2 separate regions of the Mus musculus genome follow, and region 1 is linked to region 2. A link is a contact called in public Hi-C data. All regions are on one chromosome and are shown on one strand. The core of a region is the stretch at or near the end of the contact, and the rest is flanking DNA. Distances in the headings are between cores, read along the strand shown.

Evidence for each region. Hi-C and Micro-C count contacts between places; a contact is called where the count stands out from the background.
Region 1: a Hi-C map of cortical neurons shows a contact between it and region 2, with 1.9 times the contacts expected there. The contact joins two enhancer-like sites. A contact is called at or near these places in 2 of 39 promoter capture datasets (hippocampal neurons and pre-B cells), 1 of 15 datasets of contacts at CTCF or cohesin (pro-B cells), 1 of 484 Hi-C or Micro-C datasets (cortical neurons) and 8 of 115 datasets of contacts at active chromatin or transcription factors (the 230-238 cell line, embryonic forebrain, embryonic stem cells and 2 more).

What each region holds. Positions count from the first base shown.
Region 1 is chr17:90,446,072-90,453,352 of GRCm38.p6, forward strand. All of the region lies in intron 17 of Nrxn1 (neurexin I), which reads right to left. Among named protein-coding and RNA genes, the nearest start is that of Gm32337, 12 kb to the right of the region's middle. Within about 2 kb of position 5,515, at least 9 of the 459 cell types and tissues checked have an H3K27ac peak or open chromatin away from gene starts, as enhancers often do. A contact at or near this core is called in cortical neurons, where this site is marked.
Region 2 is chr17:90,244,168-90,250,967 of GRCm38.p6, forward strand. All of the region lies in intron 18 of Nrxn1 (neurexin I), which reads right to left. Among named protein-coding and RNA genes, the nearest start is that of Gm32337, 210 kb to the right of the region's middle. Within about 2 kb of position 3,109, at least 6 of the 459 cell types and tissues checked have an H3K27ac peak or open chromatin away from gene starts, as enhancers often do. A contact at or near this core is called in cortical neurons, where this site is marked.

The DNA of each region.
Region 1 (7,281 bases), core at 4,265-6,764, 200 kb after region 2:
CGCATAGAGAAGGATCCCATTTTCTCAGGAATATAATCACATAATCTAGCTCATTCCAACTGTTGCCTGTTCATTTTAAAGCATAGCTGTACTTGCAAATTAGTCTATTATCATACCAGATTATCAGCTGGGTAGAGGATGTATTTGCCAAGTGGAATGAAGGTAGTTAAATAAATATTAATAAACATTTTAAATCAATCGCTCCTTTCCACTTGATGTAGTGGCAGATATGGAGATTTGTAAATCTGTCAGAATAAACACATTGCCAAGGGAGCAGGCCCAGGGAAGACTTGTGATTCGTTGAGCAGTTAAGAACTGCAAGGCCTAGGAACACAATCAATGTACGGAAGGAATAATATGCTTGCAGAGAAGTGACTTGTCGTAAATTAGTCCAATTTTAAAATCTAGATAACCTTTATCTGAGCTATTGTGCCACTGGTTATAGGTAAATGAGAAAAACAACAGAAAATGTTCAATTGCTGAAGAGAACCCAAAAGAGTAAGGGTCCTGAATTTTCCAGTGTGTTTGCTTGTATATATCATGTCGGCTTTGTTAACTTGGCTACTCAATAACTTCACTGTACCTCGTTTTTTGGAGTGAGATATCAATAGAAAATAATTGAGAGAGCAGTGAAAACAAATGCACTGCTATTTTGTTACAAGTTTAGAACAGTGCTTGGCATATAATAAGCACCAAGAAACTACTCAAAAAGGGCATATGATAGAATTGGCTATTTCCTATTGTTTTGCATAACCAGAGTTCTTTGTCATCTCTATAATGGAGAGAATTCAGAAGGCAATTCATATTCTATTAAAGTTACGTCCATACTACAAAGCAGAATTAAATTAATTTCTTCTATGAAGTAAGTAAAATTTAATGTATGTTATTAAAAGGAAAATGTTTTGGTTCTAAAAAGATTACTTGGGCAAAAGCTTCATTACTGTCACTACAAATGGTAAAAAATACATTGGGCAAATGCTTCTCTCTAGTGCCTCAGTTCCCATTAACAAATCTCAATGGCATTATGTCCGGTAGTCAACACAATAGATTTTTCATATATTTCTTATACTTGATGATTGGAAGAAACTGCTTGTGATTCAACATCACTTAATCATAAATCTTTTCAGCGCAACTGATGTTCAGTTATAATACTCTGAAACTAGTGCTGTAACATGATTTTGAAATGTTATTTATCAGTCTCTTTCCACTTTACTTCTTTCTCTTTGATAACAATGTATGATTAGCTAGAATTCCTGAAATGCAGATATAAATTTCCCATTTATTTTCACTTGAAATTCTTGAAGGTGAAAACCTGAGCCACCAACCAGGCAGCATGCACTAGCTGATATGAGGCCCCTAACACGTGTACAGCAGAGGACTGTTGGGTCTGGACTCAGAGAAGATGCACCTAACCCTCAAGAGACCTGAGGCGCCAGGGAGTAGGGAGGTCCAGTGTGATGGGCGTGGGAGGTGGGGACATCCTGTTGGTGACTGGGAGGTGAGACAGAGGAGGTATCAGATATGGAAAATCAGAGGGTGGACTAGGAGAGGGATAAAGTCTGAGCTGTAAATGATAAATGAGTAAAAGAAAAAAAAACCCTTGCTCTGTGTTGTACATAAAATGTATTGAAGTATCATTTGTTATGGTATCCAACAAATATATACTTTTAAATGTACCAAAAAATAAGATTACATATATATTGGAAATTAGACACACACACACACACACACACACACACACACACGGAAATTGTTAGTAATCGTAGCAGTCAGCTATGTAGGAGTTTAATATTAGTTCCTTGACTAATATTAAACAATCTTTTGATAATTGAAATGGAGAGTAATGACTGGACATAGTTCAGGGGTTCTACAATGACATACATAGCAGTATTCAAAGCTCTGCCTTATCATACGTGTCATGGAAAAAACAAAAGAAAAATGTCTGCTTATTAATTAAGTGGCAATGAAAAGAAAATCATCTCTCTGAATGTGTTTCTTTGTCAGCAAATAATGACCATTCACCCTGACAAGGTTGCACTGATGATGAAATGAGAAACTTTATGGTAAGGCACTATTGGGATATGCGCTTTCAAAGATAGTTGTTTTCACTCCATTCTGTCAAAACTTGAAGGATGCAGTGTGGATAATTAATGCTCAAAATTCTAATATTTTGGAATATTTTAAAAGACTATTAAAGGTTTCTCTCCAAAGTGATATTTTATAACTTGTGTAGACAAGAATGAGCCAAGATGAAGATCAAGTGGACAAGAAAGGTGTTTATTTTCAGACTTCCCTTGAGATAGGAGCTATGGGGATATCACTAGGGAAATGAACCCTGAGCCTGAATGAGTCCCATGGCTGGACTTCTAAGCACCTAGGTATGTCACCACCTGAGCAAATCTTGGTGTTGTCAGATTATTTTTAAAATCTGAATTCATTATTCATTTACAATCATTGCAATAACGTTTACTGTCAACCTTTGACAGGCATCATGTCTCAAAGCATGCATGGGAGGGGTTCCTTAGAATAAGCTCGTCTCTTACATGACTGTGAGGAAATACTTTGATAGGTTAATCGAAATAGGGAGGCACACCCGAATAGTGAACAGCACTCTTCAAGGCTTGAGTCCTGGACTGCAAAAGAAAAAAAAAAGAAAAAAAAAAGAAAAAAGAAAGAAATAAAGAAAGAAAGAAAGAGAGGGAGGGAGGGAGGGAGGGAGGGAGGGAGGGAGGGAGGAAGGAAGGAAGGAAGGAAGGAAGGAAGGAAGGAAGGAAGGAAGGAAGAAAGAATAAAGCAAAGTTGGCTGAGCACCAGCATCCAGTGTGGATGTAACTGGTTCAACCTCTTAATCTACTCTGGCCAGGAATCTTTGCTATGATGAACTTTTTCTCAAACTGTAAGCCCTGTCCCATGAGTTGCAATTGTCAGGGTATTTCATCATAGCAACAGAAAAAGTAGGGCAAGCATGCCTAGAATCAATAAAACTCTTCAAAAGACAAGCAGAGCATGAAGAATTAAAAAGATTCTTATGTTGTTGACACTGAGAATATACCATTATGGAGCTCTTTGACAAGCAGTCTTATAGTCTTTTGATTGACTAAACAATAAAAGCAAGCTGTATGCTGCTGAGATTGTTAACATATTAAAATATGTGCTTTTCATAAAAGAGAAATACAAGGTATAGCAATATTTGGGTCTCTGATGGCTAACTATTAGTGTAGGTAAAAGTAGAGGGAGGGTGGCTAGTCACTTTTCTATACAAGAAATGATGTAATCCATTCTGAGAGATATGCCTAATCTTAGTTAAACACCTAAGCTTAAAGCTCTGATGATCAACTAAACAGGTAAAAGTGTAAATGAACTAGACCAGGTCTGCCCATGACCTCCCAAGAGCTTCAAGGAAACATATTTGACATGGAGGAAGATGCATTGAAAGACATGGATTCAACCTCCATTTTCCCTATTTGCATGACCCTGTCGATCTGGTCCACTCAAGCTACTTAGATCTCTGTTGTCACAATGTTAAGTGAGAAGTGATGTTCTCATCCGACCTTAGAGTTGAAAGAGGCTAACGTTTAAAGAAATAGTCAATTCCAGAGGTCATTCAGTTCATACCTGGCAGGCTCAGGCCTAGAACTCAGTCAGTTGATTGCCTTTATGCACAGCGACTATTTACTAGGCTCTTAATTGTGAAATAGTATAATCTTCTAGAGTTTGCATAGGATAAAGTTCGTGATCTTATTTGTTGTTCCTGGTGTTGTAATTTATTGTATTTTCATTTCATAAGTTAACAAAAAACAGCTTTGTAAATTTATACGATTCCTGTAAGTGGCAATGGCTAAATTTCCCCACGAATCTCGTTCTGAGGATTATCACCACCAGACTGAGCTGCCTATCTCACATCAGTGTTCATTTCAACCAATGAATCTTCCATCTTAAGTACGCCTATAAAACAAGTCCAGTGTGTATCTGAAAAATAAAACTTGTGTTTATGCTACAAGAAATAAAAGCATCAACTTGACAAAGGGGAATTGTGCAAAGAAATCTTCCTGGAATATTAATATTTAAGGCAATAGAAGATAGTGGTGATAAAATTCAGTTTCATACTTTTATTTGACCATTTTATGGTGTAGTCCAGATGACTACTACATATGGATAAACTTTGTAGGATTTTGTTTATCATTGTGTTTGGAGATTACCTGTTTTCTAAGAGAAATTATATTTATTTTTCTAAAGATTGATATTTTCTGAAAGTATGGACTTTTAGAGCTAAGGTATAAACATGATGATTGGACTTTAAGTGCTCTGGCTCCTCCTAGCTGGCCCCTCCCCCCCCATATATTCCCTTACACTGTAGCCCTTAATGGTACCTGGTACACAAACAAACATAGATACTTTTTCATTTATGGCATATGTACTCAGCAAATAGGTAAACAATCTAAAGCATAAATATATTACTCTTTTGGGACAAACTCAAAATTTCTCTAGGCTGTCAGGATTATTTAGAACATAAATGTTTCAAAAATGTGTTTCAACACTATTCACTGACCATCTTCTTCAGAACATATCAGTGATGTCTTTGCTTACAATGTCAACAGCCCAAGTGTGGAGTAACAAAACCTGTTCCAAACATTCAGAGTTAAATGTCTCCAGTCACCTATAGTAATCAATAACCAGAGCGATCTTCACCCAGGCAGAACATAGTGAAGATTTGCTAATCAATTCTCTTGGTTGTGATCGAAAATAAGTCAGAAAGTTTCTATCAACAAGCATGTTACAGTCCACAACAGAGTTATTGATGACACCAGTGGGGCACCAACTGAGTGTGTCTACATGCAGCACACAGAGGTGTTAAGATAGACTAGACACAAAACTGGTGGCTGGATTATTCATAATGAATTCTACTCCAAAAGACCCCATGAAGCCACATGGAGAACACTCTCTACCTCTGAGATCATACAATCACTTTGGGCTATGGGGTCACAAATCTCTGACTGTAATCTCTTTTTCACTCTGATCAGAGATTGGCTCTATTTCTTGGCCCATCTTTGACACGACATGTCTCAGTAGCCTCGCACACACACACACACACACACACACACACACACACACAAAAGATATTTAAGCTCCCTTTAGAACTTTGTCATATGCCTTGAAAGTACTTTGGAAGAATATGTTACAAATTCCAGCTATGAATTTTATCTTTATTTAATGTCATTGAGTTCCCTTAAACACAAACCTAGCTTTAAAATTCGTTCACTTCTCCCCTTGAAGAAACCATTTTGCTCTTTAATAGTATAAGCTCATCACAGTAATATAATTTCCAGAGTTCATATTTGCGGGAAGAGATGAACTGACTTTAGTTGCTAAGATCTGTGAATGTTTTCTCCTTTCTGTATCTTCTGAAAATATTGAGAGGCTTTAAGCTAATTTTCTAAAGTATGCAGAACATTGGTGCTTAGGAATGCTGGGAGCTGAGCAGGGAACCTGAGCATAGCACTGACATCATTCTCTGCTCCACACATATGGCACAGCACAAAAGCAGTACTGGCTGAGCACACGGGTCTATTCTGGACTCCAGTTGGCTTTAATTATAAGCAGCCTTGCTTCTTATCATTTACAGTTACATAGTTCTCCACTGACTTAACTAAAAAAAAAAAAATTTATACAGAAGTTGTTTCACCATCTATGTTTTTAAATTCATACAAAATTGGGGAGGGGAGAGGCAGAAACTGTCTCCAAATCTGCTTCTCATATATATGCACTTAAGAAAATCCTCACCACAATCTTTGCAATTGGGTCAGCTTACACAAAGACATGTGTGGTAGACATGAGCTCCCTCTGCACCCGCAAACCTTGTAAGTGACACCTCATAATAGTGCAAATGAAGCATAGCATGAAAAAACATGAAGAAGAATGAACCTGGATCCAGCAGTTTCTAAAACATAAGAGACTAAATTTTCTCCCTTAGAATATGCTACCCAAGCTTTCCTTTCCTTACATACACTTAACATATATGTACGTACTCCTTATTAAAAAACAAACAGTCTTATGCTTCTCGGAAACTCTAAGACAACCAAACAGGCTCATGTATTTATCCACACATGCACATTTGCAAGAGTCACAGATTTTAAATGAAGCCTCCTTTTTAACTTGCCTTCATTTCCTAGTAGGAATTCATCACACTGTCATTTACCTTTTTGCTTTGCTTTCTCTCTCATCCATTAGGCTCAGCAATTCTTTCCTTGTGAGCCCTTTGTCCTAATAATTAGCTAAATATTCATCAAGCTTATTGACCCAACAAATTCGACTTCACCTCTTTCTATTAGGTTTCTCTCAAGCTCCCACCCTACGAGCCCTGCTCTGGGGCCCTCTGCTCTCCTTGCACACCCTGGTTTCGGAGTGCACCACCCTCAGACACCGATTTTTTCAGCCTAATGTTCTTAGCTTGCTCTCTATAGAATTGTCTCTTTTCTAGAGAAGGGAGGGGAGACATGTGAAAACTTCACACCTGTATTTTATTTAGGACCTTAAATTCTGACTGGTGAGTATGTAGGAATGGAGGGAGGTTTTACAAACAAATGTGGCCACATAAATAGCATTCTCTGAAAGAAAGAAAGTTCTCTGACCCTAAAGAATAATGCCTACTGTGGCCCATTCACTGTCTCTACCTGCCCATCTTGATTTCTCCTTTTCAATGATAGATGAGCCTGATTTTTCATTCACATACAGACAATCAGTCTATTCTGGAGGGAAATAAATGTTACCAAAGACCAGCAGAGGGCATCTGCCTGGGGTAGAAGCTACATTTGTAAAGGAGTGTCAAATTGCTACAGGGGCCCTTTTTGTCCTGTCACCTCCACAAGCCCTGTCCACATTCTCAGACCTTACCACTGGGTCACTCTGCAGAGTCAGACCCACAAGAAACTTATGTGCATATGAGATAATTAGCTCATAGCGCCCCACTGCTACAATTAGCCATCCCACACCCTCACATACCCCCATCTGGTACACCACTCCCACCCACCCACGCTCTGTCTGGCCCTCCTGTGCCCTGGCTCTCCTTCCTCCCACAGGAGTGGTATAATTCTGCACAAAGGCAGAGCAGTGGTTGAGGGCTACACTCAGGTAAGGTAGCAGTATGCTCCCCAGAATCTAGGGAGTCAGAGGGAAGAGCACCTGGAACTCTATGGTTTCCCAGGGATCTGCCCTCTGATATTATAGAAAGCCCTGGTTCGGGTTTTACTAGGTGTCTCTAAAGGAATTCCTTCAAGAACCAGG
Region 2 (6,800 bases), core at 1,859-4,358:
TCGAGGATCCAGGCTCCGTAATCACTGTGCAAGAGGGAGCAGGAAGATGGAAAAAGTCAGATGTGACGGGTTTCTACAAAGGAGCAATGTCTAGGGAGTCTGGGTTTACGGAGTCCTTTGCAGCTTCAGAGAAAGAGACCCCCTGATTTCCTTCCAGAATGGACAGTGACATAAAATAGCCTATCATGTGCTCATTGAAGAGCAAGTCCTGAGGATATTTTAGGTCACTAGGGAAGGTTACCTTTGCACATACAGTAAAATTTCAAATGGGTTAACTTTTGTTTGAGAGACACTGTTATTATATTTCAGTACTAATAGACTTTTTGTCTGCCTTAAACGTCTGTCATCTGCATAAGAATTCACAGCTCCATATCTCCCTGACAAAGAGTGCTTTGTTGCTTGATCCAAGTCAGAATTGCTCCACATGTTAACTTAAAAATTGGTGTCTGGCAGTGGTGGCTCACGCCTTTAATCTCAGCATTTGGGAGGCAGGGGCAGGTGGATTTCTGAGTTCTTGGCCAGCCTTGTCTACAAAGTGAGTTCCAGGACAATCAGGACTACACAGAGAAACCCTGTCTTGAAAAAACAAACAAACAAACAAACAAACAAAAAAACAGCATATAATAATTCAATCTTGAATAGTCACTACATCTTTTTATGCTTCATAAACAACATTAATATACTTAAACATTAAGTATCCATTTTGGAAAACAGAGTGACCAGATTTTTTTTTCTAATTTAAGAAACCCATACCAACAACTCAAATTTATTCAATTCTTCTGGTTTAGTTTCCATGGTTGATTGTGACAAATGTGAATGAATATCCCATGGCTTTGTGTTATCCAGGCAAGGTAAGTGGAAGCCACCATTACTTGTCTGTACAAGTCCTGCTGACAACCCTCAAAAGAAATATAGTCTGGAGTTTTAGCTGTAAAAACGCATCTGTCTGTGTCATGTCTGAAGCCTGTGGCAGGGATTAGGATAGTGGGAAACCTCACCATAGACAAGGAGTTATTCAAAGAGAAAGTTCATTTTAAAAATAAATCTATCATTTGAATGTAAAATGTAAAAGTGACTTTTCCAGGTTGAAAGGAGAATACACTGTAATCCTAGCTCAAGAGATTTTGTTTCAAATCCCAGTTCAGATAACAAGGCAAAAGGAGGTACCATGGAGGAATGCACAGAAAACCTCTGGCTTTGCCTTTCAATCCCCCAAACTGCCACCTAACCAGCCCATTTCAATACTGCTTTCCTGTATTTATGTGAGCCATTTTTGTATTTCAGTTTTGATCCTAATATAGCTTTCTGCTAGAATTCAAGTAGAATAATACAAAAGAACATTTTCATAAATATCACACACAAAAGCTGTTTCTTAGGGCTGTTTCTCCCATATTCTTTTGCTTCATGCAAAACAAGATCTATATGCTTTAAAGCTCTCAACTTGCTCTTTAGAACTCCATTAGACTTGCTGAGAGCAAGAGCTCACAAGAGTGCTGCTCGACTGTCCATCAAGAAGCCAGTGGTGGAGGGGGGAGTAAACAAATGATTTGATACGAGATTTGTAATTTTTTTCCACATTACTTCATATATGTGTGTGTGTGTGTGTGTGTGTGTGTGTGTGTGTGTGTGTGCACGTGCATGCGTGTGTATTAACTTTATTCTACTTCATAGAACACTCTCAAAGAAAATTTAGTTAAGATAAATATATCAATAAAAATCTCACAAGTCTTTCAAAAATGGTTACAATATACTAAGCCTTTATGACAAATGGTTAAACATTGCAAAAATGTCTAAGATCCTAATATTGAAGCATAAACACACACACACCACACACACACACACACACACACACACATATATATATATATATATATATATATATATATATACACACACACACATATATATACATACACACAAACACACACATACTCACACAAACACACACAGACACACAGACACATACACACACACATACACGCACAGTTTATATTAGGGCAAATGTAGACCCTAGGCTGAGAAAATAGTAGTAAATTATTATTCACAACACCATTTCTAATTTACTTTTATATATGTACATGGAAACTTCATCCTGAAGAGTTTTTAAGACCAATTACTTCTTAAAAATCGTCATTCTGCTGTACAATGACAGTGCACACTGTGGTAATATGAAATTGCAGTACTGACATCCATTCCCAGGCTTAGATTATTTGCATATAGATAAATATTTCATTAAAGTAGATAACATGCTCATTGAATTTACTGATTTGATAATGCTATTCTCTAGGTCCCTTTTTGGAATTTATTACAACAGACCAAACTAAGGCATAGAAAATAAGCTTTTCTATGTATTGATAAGCAAATCTCTCATTTCGTCAGTATCTACTGTAGAATTAATATGGCCATGAAAATTATGCTTCCATTAAAGTATTTTAAGGGGTTCTCAGGGAATCTCTGATCATTTGCAAGAATCCAGGGACTAATCATGTCTTGGATTAATTACTGGTGTTGGAACTTAGACTGTAATAGTAATGACAGAAGGTGTTACTTGTTAAATAACTACAAGATGCCAGATAGGAGACAGCTTCCTTGTCTCACATCATTTAATTCTTACAATTGCTTTAGGAAACAGGAAGCAAGCTGCATACTCTAGAGATGACAAAAACAAAGTTGAAGAGACTTAGCAATGGTCACAGGGCTAGCTAGCAGTAGAACTTGGTTAAAACTTAATATTGTGTTTCAAGTTCTATACATACTATAAGATATCTCTTGGCCAGGAGGTTATAAAGGAAAGCAGGAAGCAGAGATATAGAATATGGTTTTCTTATTAGGATAGAAGGCAACATCACAGCATTTTGTCATAAAGCTTGCTGGGATTTAATCACTAGTGCACTTAATGGATGCATCTAAAGTAAACCACACAAAACAGAATTTTCTTAAAGCCCGCCAGAGTTATTTACAGTGCTACATGAAATAGCATACAAACAAAGAGCAAAGGAAAATACACTCAAAAGGGAATCCACAAAGGCTGACTCTACTCCTGTACAAAGGCATTGCAGCGAAAGCGGTGCAGTTGCTGAATTTCCTAAGCATCTCTTGGAGGTTTGCTTACTCTGTACACAACTAATGCAGTCCTTGTGCCTAGCAGCCTTTGTGTCTAGACAGACTAGCTCTGCTATAGTAGATACGCTTGCTGCTTAAATATCCTTTTAGAGTCCATTTGTTTATCAAAATCTATTCATTCTTTTGAGGAGCATTTTTCTCACTCATCTGAATGTGGCAATGAATCAAAGTACCTTCTCTTCCGATACCAGAGGTGATAATGAAGACTCTTGGATCCTCACCTGGGGCTGGAAGATGTCTTTTCAGTGCTCTTGAGAGCACAGGGCTAATTTTCCCAAATAAAAATTCTTCTCTGAGAAGCTGCATTAATGAGGTCCATAGCGAAGCCTGACGATTGACTGGTCTAATTATCTTAAGTGGACTAGTATGAAGTCCCCTTTCCAATGGCCTCTCTGGAAGCCAGCATGCAAGTGAACTGGGGTCCCTCTCCCCTAGCTAATTTCACAAACATGGGACTCTTTTCTTTGTGTCTGGATAACAAAAAGACAATTTGATCTCATCTGACAAGGCCTGCTCCCATAGAAGGGGTGCAGCAGGTTACAAGTTCTATGTGTTCCAAGAATACTGCCAGCACAAATACTTATCTAGTTTTGAGAAACAGCAACCACCATAGTCCTGGAAATTTCTGCCTTTTCTTTCCAAAATGGGACCGGATCTGTGTGAAGTGAGATTCCCCTCCCTCAGCCTTTGGATAATACATCTTTTGAGAACCTTACACATACCAGGATATTGATAGTTCCTTCATTTTTTCCCTTTCTTTTGTTGTTGCTGTTTTATAAGTTTATTTGATACCCAGCAGCTGAATCTTACCCACACAGACTAACTGACTTGGGCATTATAACAGGGACAGTTACCAAATAATAAAATTGGGTTGGTCAAACTTTCTTATTGCATTTCCTGGACAAATGTTCAGGGCCATGATATGCTCTATCCCTTACTGCTTAGGAAGCCAACTAAATGAAGGTAAACAAGCAGGCTTCTGGCAGGCTCACATTGCAAAGAGGAACTAATTTTATTTTTCCGCAGCTCTCCTGAGCAACTTAGCCCAGAAAGAAATTATTCCTTCCATTCTTTAAAGATCTAGAGAGGAATCTACCAGAAGGAATCTACACTAAGACATGTATAGTAGTCAATCTACTGAAGAATTTTTAATGCAATTACAATTACATTCGCTCTCTGGACAAGTGTTAACTTGGATACCAGCAATGAAAAAGCAAGCATATAAAAATGTTTGAATTCATATAATTTTCATGTATAATGCATGGGTAAACAAAAAGGGAGAAATAAATGAAATTGTAAGAGAAAGATAATAAAAATGTGGCCTTGGAAGTGAGGCCAGAGCAGTCGTCACTAAAAAGTGACTTTATAATTCCTCAAAGGAAGCTAGGTAAAGAGCAATGATGTCTTAAAAAAATGTCCCTGGCCATCAGATCCAAAAGCTCAGAGGCAAATTAAGCAGGACATGTAGAGAAGGCCAATGTGGCTAGAAGAGTGTGGGGAAGGGAATACCTCCTACTATATCAGAATTCATAGGACATTGGAAAATTTTGACTTTTACTATGGGCAAGATAGGTAGATTTGAAGGACTCTGAAGGAATTATTGATTCCATGAGGTTTAAGTCTTTGAATGCTCTCAACGGGCATGGTGGTGCTGCACATCGTTAATTCTAGCACCCAGGAAGCAGAGGCAGGCAGGATCTATGTGAGTTAGAGATCAAATTCATTTACATAGCAGGTTCAAGGGCAGAGAGAGCTTCCTAGAAAGATCCTGTCTAAATTTTAAAAAATAAAATATTTATAAAGTTTGTTTTCCAATTTCATAGGGACAAAACAAGAGCCCAAGACACAGGTAAAAGGGGCATTAGTAGACTGCTCCAATGGCAAGGTATGGTTACTATTGAGTAGATTTTAATTACAATCAGGTCATACTAGAGTATGCCCAGCAAGAGTATTGACAGGAGAATGTGAGTGCAGGACTCTGTACGAAGCATCCACAAGCTGACATCTGTTGAGGTGATGCTGTGGAGACCTAGCGATCCACAGGATTGTCATGTTGGTTTTTGGCAGTAAAATATCAATACGGAGTTGGCTGATAGATAGGACATGTGAATTCAGTTAATGGGAGTAAATTTGGAAATATCAACACTGATATTAAAGGCTGAGGGGAGAATGGGATCTCCAGGGGCCTGAGTATAAAACATAACAGTAGCAAAGGCCCTCGGGGCCTCTAATAATTACATGCATGGGTGGCAAGAAGGGCCAGAAGCAGAGCTACAAGATGAGCAGAGGACAACACAGGAAAGTGTGGGGTTCAGTGTGTAGAAACCAAGCAAGCCCACGATTCAGGAGCCGTGATTAGGAGAAGGTGCTGGCTGCTTCTGTTCCTAAGATACAAAGTGGTGACTGAGAGTGACAGATCTGGCTGTCCTGAGTAACAGTCCTAAATATGTTTGTACCCTAACCAGTGTCTGCAGTCACAGCACTGTGAGCTTGTCTTAGACAGCAGCTGACACCCACACCTACACCCTGAACTTATCTTATTCTTCTGTTCTCCAGATCACTGAACATCATTTTTCATATCATTTATGATATTTCAATATGGATAATTAGTGGCTTCTCAAGAAGGCCTGCTTCCTTCCATCACTAATACAAAGAATGAGATAAACCTAACCTTTAAATCAAACTGTTTAATTACCATGACAAAGACAGCTACCCAGCCACAGTGGTAGCAATAATTGACATGATCCCATCATTATAAAAATCCCATCATGAGGCAGCCTGTCTCATCCTCTCCCAGGTCCCTGGCAAGAGTCATGCTCTCCCAGTAGTTTTGTCCTATCTAGGATTTCTCATAAGGTAAACTATACTTTTATTATATAAAACTGGATTCTTGGATAAGTACTTACAAACCCTAACTTAAAGGGATCCAAATGATCTTTTACGTAAGATTATCCGCAAACGTCCCATAATAGCCTACTAGGACTTCAGCATCTATGAGTTCTTTGGCTGATTTGAGCTTATTCAACTAGGGATTCAGAGTTTACGACACATTTGTCAATAACCATGTCTTCTCTGAAGCAGTATTTGAAACGGCTTTGTGCCTGCACCCCATTCAGATACACAGACCAATGATTACCCTGCTCCATGCAGACCCATAGCTAATAAACAAGCTGCTTGTGACCTGGCTCTGCCCCTTTGGATTCTGATCTTTCTGCTCAGCACAAGGAACTCTAGAATGGTTGGTTGATTTACTGAAAACAAGACAGCAATCCTATGTGTAAAATCCCAAAGTCACTTATCTGCAGTTTGAAAATCAGCAGTACTGTGTGACTCTAAACTGGATAAAACTAATTTCGTGTATCCTTAAATTTTCTTTGTAACACAGAAACAAATCTCTAGATTTTTCTCTCTCACCTACGCTTAGCCATAGGAACTTAGACATCTGTCACTGAGCGAGAACCAGGGGCTCACGATGACATGGAATCCTGGAGTTAATACTATCTACTGAGTCCTTTAAAAAATTTTGTTTTCAAATTGAGACAGAAACTGAAAAAAATATACATGAAACTAGACAAGAATAACAAGAAGAACAGCAACAAAACAAAACAGCAACAAAACTCCTTTAATTTTTTTTCATAATAATCCACATTAACTGAAACTCTACCTTTAAGATTAAT